Regions from separate parts of the Sus scrofa genome. Here region 1 is linked to region 2. The links are chromatin contacts, called in public Hi-C maps. All regions are on one chromosome and are shown on one strand. Each heading gives the region's core, a stretch centred on a gene start, on an enhancer-like site or on the middle of the called end of the contact. The rest is flanking DNA. Distances are from core to core; before and after follow the strand shown. Region 1 holds the start of GRK2 (G protein-coupled receptor kinase 2). Region 2 holds the start of AIP (AH receptor-interacting protein).

Region 1 (4,499 bases), core at 599-3,098, 180 kb after region 2:
TCCACCATCAGGCCTACCGCCGCCATCACGATCATGGCGGGTAAAGGGACAGGGAAAGGACCATCTTGGTTCTCGGGGTTCTAGCACCTGCAGAGCCAACCCAAGGCGGGGCCCCGTCGGCAGCAAAGCATTCTGGGACGAGATTACCCAAACGCAGAGAATTCTAGAAAAGGCCCCGCCTCACAGTTTACACAAGTCCGACCCACAGGAGGGTCTTGAGGCCCGCGGCCACCACGGAGAGTCACTGCGAACCCCAGAGGTTGACGCCCCCATTTCCTCCCTCGTGGCTTTGTCATTTCTGAACTCATTTTGTTCTAACTGTCGCTGCTCCCTGGACAGCCCCCAGCTGACAGTCAGTCTGGTTCCTGTTTTGAGAAATCTGATTGCAAATGTCTTAAAAAGGGGGGGGGTGCCCTAACGGCCTTTTCAAAATGCAGACCGATTTTCCTCTCCCAGGCCTGGTGTTCAGTCAATTCGAAAGCCAGCAAACAGGGCCCAGTGGAGGGGACCGGAGATGCTGGCCCCGCAGCTTTGGGCCCTGCTTCAGACACTCAGGATGCCACGGTCACAGTCCTTATTTCGCACCCACCGCGTTTCACAGATGAGAACACTGAGGCCCTGAAATGGGAAGGGACTTGCCCAAAGTCACATGATAAGACCATGACAGCTCAGAGGGGCCCAGGCTCCTGGGCCGGCTGGGCCGGCTGGGCCTCAGCATGGCAACTCCCAGGCAGAGATAGAGGAGTTGCTGGGACTGGTGGTAGGCCCGTGGCTCTTGCAGTTGCAGAATAACAGGTCCCCGCTCAGGCCAGAAGGGTGGCCACATTGTGGAACCAGCAGCCGGAAGCCCTGATCTGGCAGCCAGGCACCACCCTGGACTACCTGTGACACTGAGCAGGCTACTCCCATCTGGGCCTTCGGCTTCCCCACCTGTTCCACACTGGTTCTACCCACCCATGGGCTGCTTGACGCTCAAACAATGGGAAAATACTCTAGAAGCCATAAAACACTGGACAGCCTGAGCTACTGCCTGTATCCTGTCTGTTCCTGTCCCTAAATCCTGAACAGTTTAAACTTTGATATCAGGTGCAATGTCATCAGTTGTCTCACAGAGAGGTGGCAGCCGTGGTCCAGCTGCTGCAGGGGTGCCGGGACGTCCCCTGGCAAATGGCACCCACAGGGCACCGCAAGCAGGGCCTGCCGGAGGACGAATTCGCGGGGAGAGGGACAGATGGTGTCTTAATGGGATGGGGCGCACACCGTACCCTGCTCCCCACCACCGCCCCAGCCCCTAAAGCCGAATTCAAACCCCACCCCAAGCCAACGACCCACCCGAAGAATGGGGAAGACCCAGTATCCCCCAAACCTCAGGCAAGTGTCCACCCGAGGGGGCCAGGGTGGGGGCAGTGGCACCCGGGGGGCGGGTGCTGGGAGCAGGGGCAGCGGAACGAAGGGAGGAAGAGTCCGGCCAGGCAGATGGGGCAGGCAGGGGAGGGGACCCAGGGCTACCCGAGGAGAATGAAGGGGAGCAGGGAGCCCCTGGGGCCGACAGAGACCGGGGCCAGGCAGAGTGTGTGACGGGAGAGGGAGGCACAGTGGGGCAGGGGGCACCGGGCGGGTCGGGGAGCCAGGGGAGCTGGCAAGCCCGGCGCTGGGGCGCGCCGGGTTCAGGTGCACAGGCCCGGGGCGCCGGGGGCAGAAGGGGTCCCGGGGCCAGTGCCCGGGGGTCTGGGGCCGCGGGGCGCGGGGCCGGCGCCCGCCTCACCTGGGCTCGGGCAGCAGGATCTTCTTGCTGGCGCGCGCGGCCGGCGTGGCCTTGCTCTTCTCCATGGCCATCAGGTAGCTCACGTCGGCCAGCACCGCCTCCAGGTCCGCCATCTTGGCGGCGGCGGCGGCCTCTCCCGCCGCTCGGCTCCGCTCCGCTCCGCTCGGCGCGCTCGGCCCGGCCCGGCCGCTCCGTCGGCCTCGGGCGCCGCCGCCCGCCTGGCCCCGCTGGGCGCCCGCGGCTCCGCTCGCCGCGGCTCACAGGCGGCGCCGCCCCATGGCGCCGGCTCGGGCCCGGCCCCGGCTCGCTCCGCTCCCGCCGGGACTGCAGTCGGGCCGCCGCCGCCGCCGCCGCCGCCACCGCCACCGCCGCCGCCGCCGCCGCCGCCACCCGCGCCCCGGAGCCGCCGCCGCCTCCGGCCCCGCCTGCCGCGCACAGCGCCAGCGAGCCCGCGAGGGGCCGGGCGGCCGGGCGGCGGCGCCCCCTGGAGGCCGCGCGGGTGGCCTGAGACTGACCCCCGGGGCCACCCGGACCCCGTCTCAGCTCCGCCCCGTGGCCTCGGATCTCGGACCCCAACCTTCAGCCGAGACCCTGACCCCGGACGTGGAACACGGCAGGGACCTGGCCCGAAGAAGCCCCCAGACCCAGACCTGGACCGCAGCTCGGATCCCAGACTCCACAAGAGGCCATGGCCGGGACCGCAGACTGGCGTTTCAGAACGTAATCCCAGGGACTTGGGTCTCAGAGCCTGGCTGTAACCCCTGACCCCTGACCTTGGACACAGTCGGAAATCGCACCGCAGACCCGGATAACATTCCTGACCCCAGACTCCGAACAGGACCTCAGACCTAGACCTTGGACCACCACCTCAGACTCTGACCATGGCCTGGGATCAACACTCTGAGCCCACCCCCCCGCCCTTCACATCCAGACCCTACCACTGACCCCAGACCCAGATTGTGGACCATGACCTCAAACACTTGATGCCACCCACGGACCACGACCTCCATCCCACCTTGGTTGCTGACCCCAACCTTGATCCCACCCTCAGACTCAGACCGCTATCATGACCCTAAACCCTGGACTTGAGAGCAGGGCCCAGACCCAGATGTGGGCCATTCACTGCAGACCAGGGTTCTAGACCCAACATCAAAAACTCTGAACATGGTGAGTTCCCGTCGTGGCGCAGTGGTTAACGAATCCGACTAGGAACCATGAGGTTTCGGGTTCGGTCCCTGGCCTTGCTCAGTGGGTTAATTATCCGGCGTTGCCATGAGCTGTGGCATAGGGTGGTGGCTACGGCTCTGATTAGACCCCTAGCCTGGGAACCTCCATGTGCTGCAGGAGCGGCCCAAGAAATGGCGAAAAGACAAAAAAACCCCAAAAAACTCTGAACATGGACCCAGGACCAGGACATCCAACTGGGACTGAGACTGGACCTAGAACATTGAACAGGTTGCCATGGACCTGGGAGCTGAAAAATGCAGTCAGACTCCAGACCTCCATGAGTCCCAATCCTCACTCCTCCTGCTCCAGACCCAATCCTGGCCCCAGGACTCCCACTCAGGACCAAGGACCCTGCATCGCCCCCCTTGCCCCACTACCCCCAGGACCTGGGAGGGCATGGGGGGTCACAGTGCTGCCTGGCCAGGGGCACTTACTCTGCTGAGAGCCCATGGGGACAGGAACCCATGTGTCTCCAAGCAGCACCCGCTATCACAACATGCCACTCTAGAGCCTCTCTCTGCTTTCCAAGGTGACAAGATCCCCTCCCCGTCCTAGGTACTTGGGGCCCAAGCTTCACGCCAGTTTGTGGGCCAACAACCAGTACCCTTTTGCAAAGCAGGAGACTCTGTGCACTTCTCAGCCTACCTTCTGAAATCAGCCTTGGCAGAGCCTGGAAGATGGCAAGATCACTTGAAGATGGCGAGGTCCCCTTCTCAGTGGGGGCACCACCATCCACCCAGATGCCCAAGCTAGAACTGCAGACATCATCCTTGACCCTCTCCCTCCTCCAACCCTGATCTGTCACCACACCCTCCTATCTGGCCTCCTGAGGCTCTTCTTAAACCCATCTGCTTCTGGGGAGTTCCCTGGTGGTCCAGTGGTTTGGACTTGGTGCTTTCACCCCTGCAGCCCGGATTCGATCCCTGATCTGGGAACTGAGATCCCACATCAAGCCACTGCCCGCTGTGACCAAAAAAAAAGATAACAAGAAAAAAAGGTAAGCTATAATACATGGAGGGGATAAGCAACAAACAAAATTTTACTGTATAGCACAGAGAACTATAATTCAGTGTCCTATGATAAACCATAACAGAGGAGCTCCCACTGTGGCACAATGGGCTAAGAATCCCACCGCAGCAGCTTGGGTCACTGCAGAGGTGCAGGTTTGATCCCTGGCTTGGCACAGTGGGTTAAAGGATCTGGTGTTGTTGTAGCTGTGGCTCAAAGCTGCTGCTTGGATTCAGTCTCTGGCCAGGAACATTCATATGCTGTGAGTGTGGCCATTAAAATAATAGAACAGGGAGTTCCCACCGTGGCACAGCGGAAATGAATCTGACTAGCATTCATGAGGATGCAGTTTCGTTCCCTGGCCTTGTTCAGTGGCTTAAGGATCCGGCATTGCCATGAGCTGCGGTGTAGGTCGCAGATGTGGCTGGGATCCAGCATTGCTGTGGTGTAGGCCGGCAGGTTTAGTTCCAATTCGACCCCTAGGCTGGGAACCTCCACA
Region 2 (5,070 bases), core at 2,083-4,582:
CAGCGGAACTGGGCGATCTCCCCCTCCCGCATGGTGCACACGATGGTCTCCCACACGGGCAGCTTGAACTTCTTGCCCATGATGAGCTCCATGGGCTTGCCGCGCAGCCGGCTGTCGTCCAGCACGGCGCCCTCCTCGTCACTGCGCAGAGTCCGGTAATGGAACGTGGCCTGCAGGTCGCATGTGGGATCAGGCAAGGGCACAGCCCTCCCCGCCACCCAAGGACAAGCGCAGCTCACAGCCTGCGGGTGCCACGGGCGACAGGGCTCACCACCCGACCTCACACCGGGCTTTGCCACCCAGGTGAGGATCCTGTCGCAGAGAAGGAAGCGGGTGGACGGGCCGGGCTGGGGGCCAAGACGCCTGGCTCCGATCGTTCTTTCAACAAATATTCACTGAGCACCTACTACAGGCCTGAGCTCTGTGCTAGGCCCAGCCGTGAACAAAACAGACAATACTGCCCGCCCCCCTGGGGTCACACGGAATTTCTACAGGAAAGAGAGGGTCCACAAGCAAAACACGCCTCACGAGGTGGAGCGAAGTGCTGTGGGCCAGAGAACAAAAGGCAGGAGTTCCCGTCATGGCGCAGCGGAAATGAATCCATGAGGTTGCGGGTTCAATCCCTGGCCTCGCTCAGTGGGTTAAGGATCCGGCATTGCTGTGGCTGTGATGTAGGCCGGCAACTGTAGCTCCAATTTGGCTCCTAACCTGGGAAGCTCCATATGCCACGGGGAAACCCCCCAAAAAAAGAAGAAGAAAAAAAAGAAAATGCAGTGGGGCAAGGCAGGGTGAGCTGGAGTGGGGGTGGGGTCTCTGCCAGGGCAACATTGAAGCAGCGATCTGAAGGGAGGAGTAAGCCAGGCAGATGCAGCTTTAGGAAGCGGGGGGGGGGTGTCACAGGCCAAAAGAGCAGCAGGTGCCAGAGCCCTACAGAGGGGTGGTGTGTGGGCTGTTCAGGAAGCGGGAGGGCAAGGTAGCAGAAGCAGAGTGATCGAGGGGGTGGGGTGATGCATTTCGGGCTCACTGGTGGGTAGGGAGGGCCCCCCACAGGCTGGGTGAGGACTTTGAGAGGGGAGGTGCCCAGGTTGGGGGCTGGACCCAGCAGAGGAGGGACACTCGCTGCCGTGGGTTCTGCTGCTACTGCGGTGAGAACAGGCTGGAGAGGAGGGAGGACAGAAGCAGGAAGGTGAGTTAGGAGGGTCCTGCAATAACCCAGGGGAGAGACGACGGTCTGGACCAGAGCTGTAATGTGAGAAGGGGTCAGACTGTGGGTATGCACCCGAGCATCCGCTGTGGGATGTGAGAGGATGGAGGTTGCCATGGACACTGGGAGGTCTTTGGCCTGAGCACCCAGAAGGTTGGAGGTGCCCTTAACTGAGATGGGGGAGCAGGTTGAGTCTGAGTTGCCAACGAGACATCCAGGTGGAGGTGGTGAGCAGGGAACTGGATAATCAAGTTCAAGGGAGCAGTAAGGCTAGAGATATACCATGGGGAGTGGTCCAGGCATGGAGAGTTTTTTTAAAGACAGGAGCCTGGATGAAATTATCTCAGGGTGAGTGAAGAGAGGTCTAAAGACTGAACCCTCAGAGTTCCCTGTGGCTCCAAGGGTTAAGGAGCCAGCGTTGTCACTGCTGTGGAGTGGGTTTGATCTCTGGCCTGGGAACCTCCCCCATGCCTTGGGCACAGCAGGAAAAAAAAGACAAAAACCAAGCCTCGACAGGATATGGTTAGAGGCGCCCACACTCTTCACCGCCACGCCATGCCACTCCTCTGAACCCCATTTCCGCATCAGTAAAATGCAGTCAACAATAGCACCTACCCTACACTGTGAGAATGAAAGAAAATAAACTTGTCAAGCATTTAGCCTGGTGCTCATGTGAGCCCTCCATCAACACAGGGGGTGGGTTCCTTAATTTACCCAGCCCTCTTCTTTGGTGTCATTGGCGGTAGGGCTTCGCTATTTTTACAGTGTTCTCTCCATGTGGTGTCTGTTCCCTCCAGCAGCTCCCTTGCCAGGACCTCTTTCAAGCCCCAAAGCCCCCAGCTGGTGGGGGAATCCGCCCACATCCACATCCCTTCTTTCCACTCAGGAAGGTCCTTCTTAGTATCACTGATCACTAGAGCTACGCAGCTCTGCCCTCGGAGCACTCACATGGGGACAGGCTGGGATCTTCACCTGCCCGATCCGAGCATAGCTCTGCCCAGGAAACATGCCCTCATTGATGGCAGCTCTTACTTTTGGTGTCCCCAGTATTTTTTAAATGTTAAACCGTTCTAGTCATCAACGAGGTATGTCACTTCAGTTATTTTGGGGGCTGGCATCGTTACGCATTTGCTCAATTTTCATGTCCTGTGTGACGGCTCTGCTGGGCACAGGGCTACCCCCAGGAAGCTCCCTGCTCTACAGACAAGTGGCATCGGAGAAAGGCCCTCCAGGAGGAGGGAACTGCATGACCAGAAGCAAGGAAGCCTGGAGATGTACATTGTTTGAGGGAAGGGGCTGGAGAGGCTGAAGCCGGGGCCCTGGATGTACCAAGGAGGAAGCTAGGAGGTTCTTTACTTCCCAGCCCTTATCTGTCCCTAGCGATGACAGGTAGAGCAGGTGGAAAGCTGCCCAAAGGCTTCTGATTTGGCAGACCTGACCTCTGGGCCTGTTCTCTGGGTTTGTGCGCCCCAGGGCCTCAGTTTTCCCATCTAAGCAATGGGAGCTGGTCTGTGTTTTCAGAAGGGCCTTCCATCTATAAAAGATCTTGAACCTTGCAACCCAGGGGCCCCTCCCAGAGCCTGGGTTTCCTGTTTAGGGTCTTATCCAGCTCTGGGTCTGCGCAATCAACGAGGTCAACCCCCCCCCTCCTACAACCAGTGTGCGATGACGGACGCCTCCCGGACCAATGCGGTACACAGCGAAGCCAGGGGGCGGGGCAGACGCACATCCGAACTCACCCTCTACTTAAATCTAGACCAACCAGCGTCGAGCTCGGCATGTGCGCGGTAGGGTCACCGACCACTGCTATCTGAGCATGCGCAATCTCTCGCCTAAGGCCTCCTCCCGCCTCGCATGCGCAGCGCGCCGCGGTCGGATTGAGGGGAGAAGGGAAGACACGAACCTTGGTTCCATCCTTAAAGTCAGGGAGCTCTCCTCGGCCCTCCTGTATCACACGCTTTTGGATCCCGTCCTCCCGGAGTCTTGCGATGATATCCGCCATCCTCCTTCCCCGCTGCTCTCTTTCGGCAACTTCCGGACTCGCTCGGCAGCTTCCGGACCTGCTTCGGCAACTTCTAGCACTTCGGCAACTTCCGAGCTGGCGCCATTTTGGCTGAGGGCAGACGCCAAAAAGGGCCCGAACGTGGAGGCGGACGGTGATTGGTTCTCTGTGCGGCGCTGAGCGCGCGGGTCCAATCGGGGGCGGGGCCTAAGACGGTCCAAGGGGAGGGCCCGGGCCTGTCAGAAAGGCGGGGTTGGAGTCCGCCCCGCGGGGCGAGGGCGTCCCTAACAATTATGTCATTGAACTGATTTCCAGAGGGCCCTCCCACGTGGCCGTGAGCCACTCCATTTAAAGTAGTAGAAGTATAAGAGCATTAGGGAGCTGGAATGGGGCGAGGGGAGCTCGACCGTAACGCCACCCCCTAAAACTACTATTTTCGGGTATTCCTTTCTAGGCTTTCCTTTCTTTGAGCATATCTAGCACCATAGTCGTGACTTTTGGGTCCTGGATGTTCCTCTTTGACAAAAGAAGTGGATAGGCGTTCCCAGTTGTGGCTCAACGGTAAGGAACCCGCCTAGTATCCATGATGTGGGTTCGGTCCCCGGCCACGCTCTATGGGTTCAGGATCTGGTGCTGCTGCAAGCTGCCGTGTAGATCGCAGACCCGGCTGGGATTTGGAGGCGGTTGTGGGTGGGCCTGCAGCTGCAGCTCTCTTTTGACACCCTAGCCTGGGAACTTCCTTATGGGGGGGCGCCCTAAAATAAACAAAGTAGGCATAAGAAGGAGGGGGAAGGAGGGTTTCAGTAGCCCTGTGAGAATCACTCCCATGCTCCCCAAGAGACAGCTCCTTGAGGGGTCTAGGGTGGGTGTGTCCTCACATAGTAGGTGTCTGACACATAGTAGGTGCCTGGTGAATATCAGAAAGTACATGAATGATAGAAATGAGGTACTGCGGGGCTAAGACAGCATTTTTCTCTCTGGTTCTGTCTTCTCTCTGGCTCTGGTGATTGGCTGTGAAGAATGGCTGCTATAAGAATCTTCTCCCCTCCCCTTTTTTAAAAAATCTTTTTAGGGCCACACCAGAGGCATATGGAGGTTCCCAAGCTAGGGTCGAATCGGAGCTGTAGCTGCCTGCCTACATGACAGCCACAGCAACGCCAGATCTGAGCCGTGTCTGCAACCTACACCACAGCTCATGGCAATGCCGGATCCTTATCCCAGGGATCGAACCTTCGTCCTCATGGATGCTAGTCAGATTCACTTCTGCTGAGCCACGACGGGAACGCCTCTTTTCCCACTTTTGAAGTTTAGGTCACCAAATAAAGGGACCGTTTTAGGGCCTGTCTTCATCCCATCCTCATAACCATGAAAAATCACTGTCCGTCCCCTTTGACCAGCATGCTAAGGGCCTCAGATATTTATAGTGGTTCATTTCCCACAAGAAGTCCCCTGGGAGAGGCAGAACATCTGGGGTGAAAGGGAAACATGCTTTGTTTGTTTTTTGCTTTTGTTTTTTGCCCACACAGGAAGTTCTACAGGCAAGTTCTGCCAAATCTGAAGCAACAAGTAGTTTGTATCTTACACAGATTGTCCCGGAAAATGGAAAAAGAGAGAACGCCAACCAACAAGTTTTATGAGGCTAGTTTCATTTTATTTCCTGAACCAGATAAGGATACCATAAACCAAGAAAAGCATACACTCATTTTGCTCATATAGGTCTGAAAAACCCTAGAGGAATGTTAAGCTGATTGAATCCACTGGTATATATAAAAATGTGTCCATATGCTAAGTGAATGTCATTTGCAAAAAGACACATGCTACGTGATTCCATTTATAGGAGGAACCTAGAGTAGTCGAGTTCATA

The links. Hi-C and Micro-C count contacts between places; a contact is called where the count stands out from the background.
Region 1: a contact with region 2 is called in a Hi-C map of embryonic fibroblasts, with 2.5 times the contacts expected there. The contact joins the promoter of GRK2 here to the promoter of AIP in region 2. A contact is called at or near these places in 2 of 5 promoter capture datasets (fetal liver and liver), 9 of 47 Hi-C or Micro-C datasets (alveolar macrophages, embryonic fibroblasts, heart right ventricle and 5 more) and 2 of 2 datasets of contacts at active chromatin or transcription factors (alveolar macrophages and skeletal muscle).

The regions. Positions count from the first base shown.
Region 1 is chr2:5,225,567-5,230,065 of Sscrofa11.1, forward strand. It overlaps GRK2 (G protein-coupled receptor kinase 2), which reads right to left and starts at 1,849. Exons shown (of 21, transcript NM_001244878.1): 1 at 1,766-1,849. The coding sequence starts at 1,836.
Region 2 is chr2:5,045,553-5,050,622 of Sscrofa11.1, forward strand. It overlaps AIP (AH receptor-interacting protein), which reads right to left and starts at 3,333. Exons shown (of 6, transcript XM_003122456.3): 1 at 3,108-3,333; 2 at 1-170. The coding sequence starts at 3,206. LOC102167294 (a long non-coding RNA gene) reads left to right here and starts at 2,291. Exons shown (of 2, transcript XR_002341427.1): 1 at 2,291-3,767; 2 at 4,733-5,070.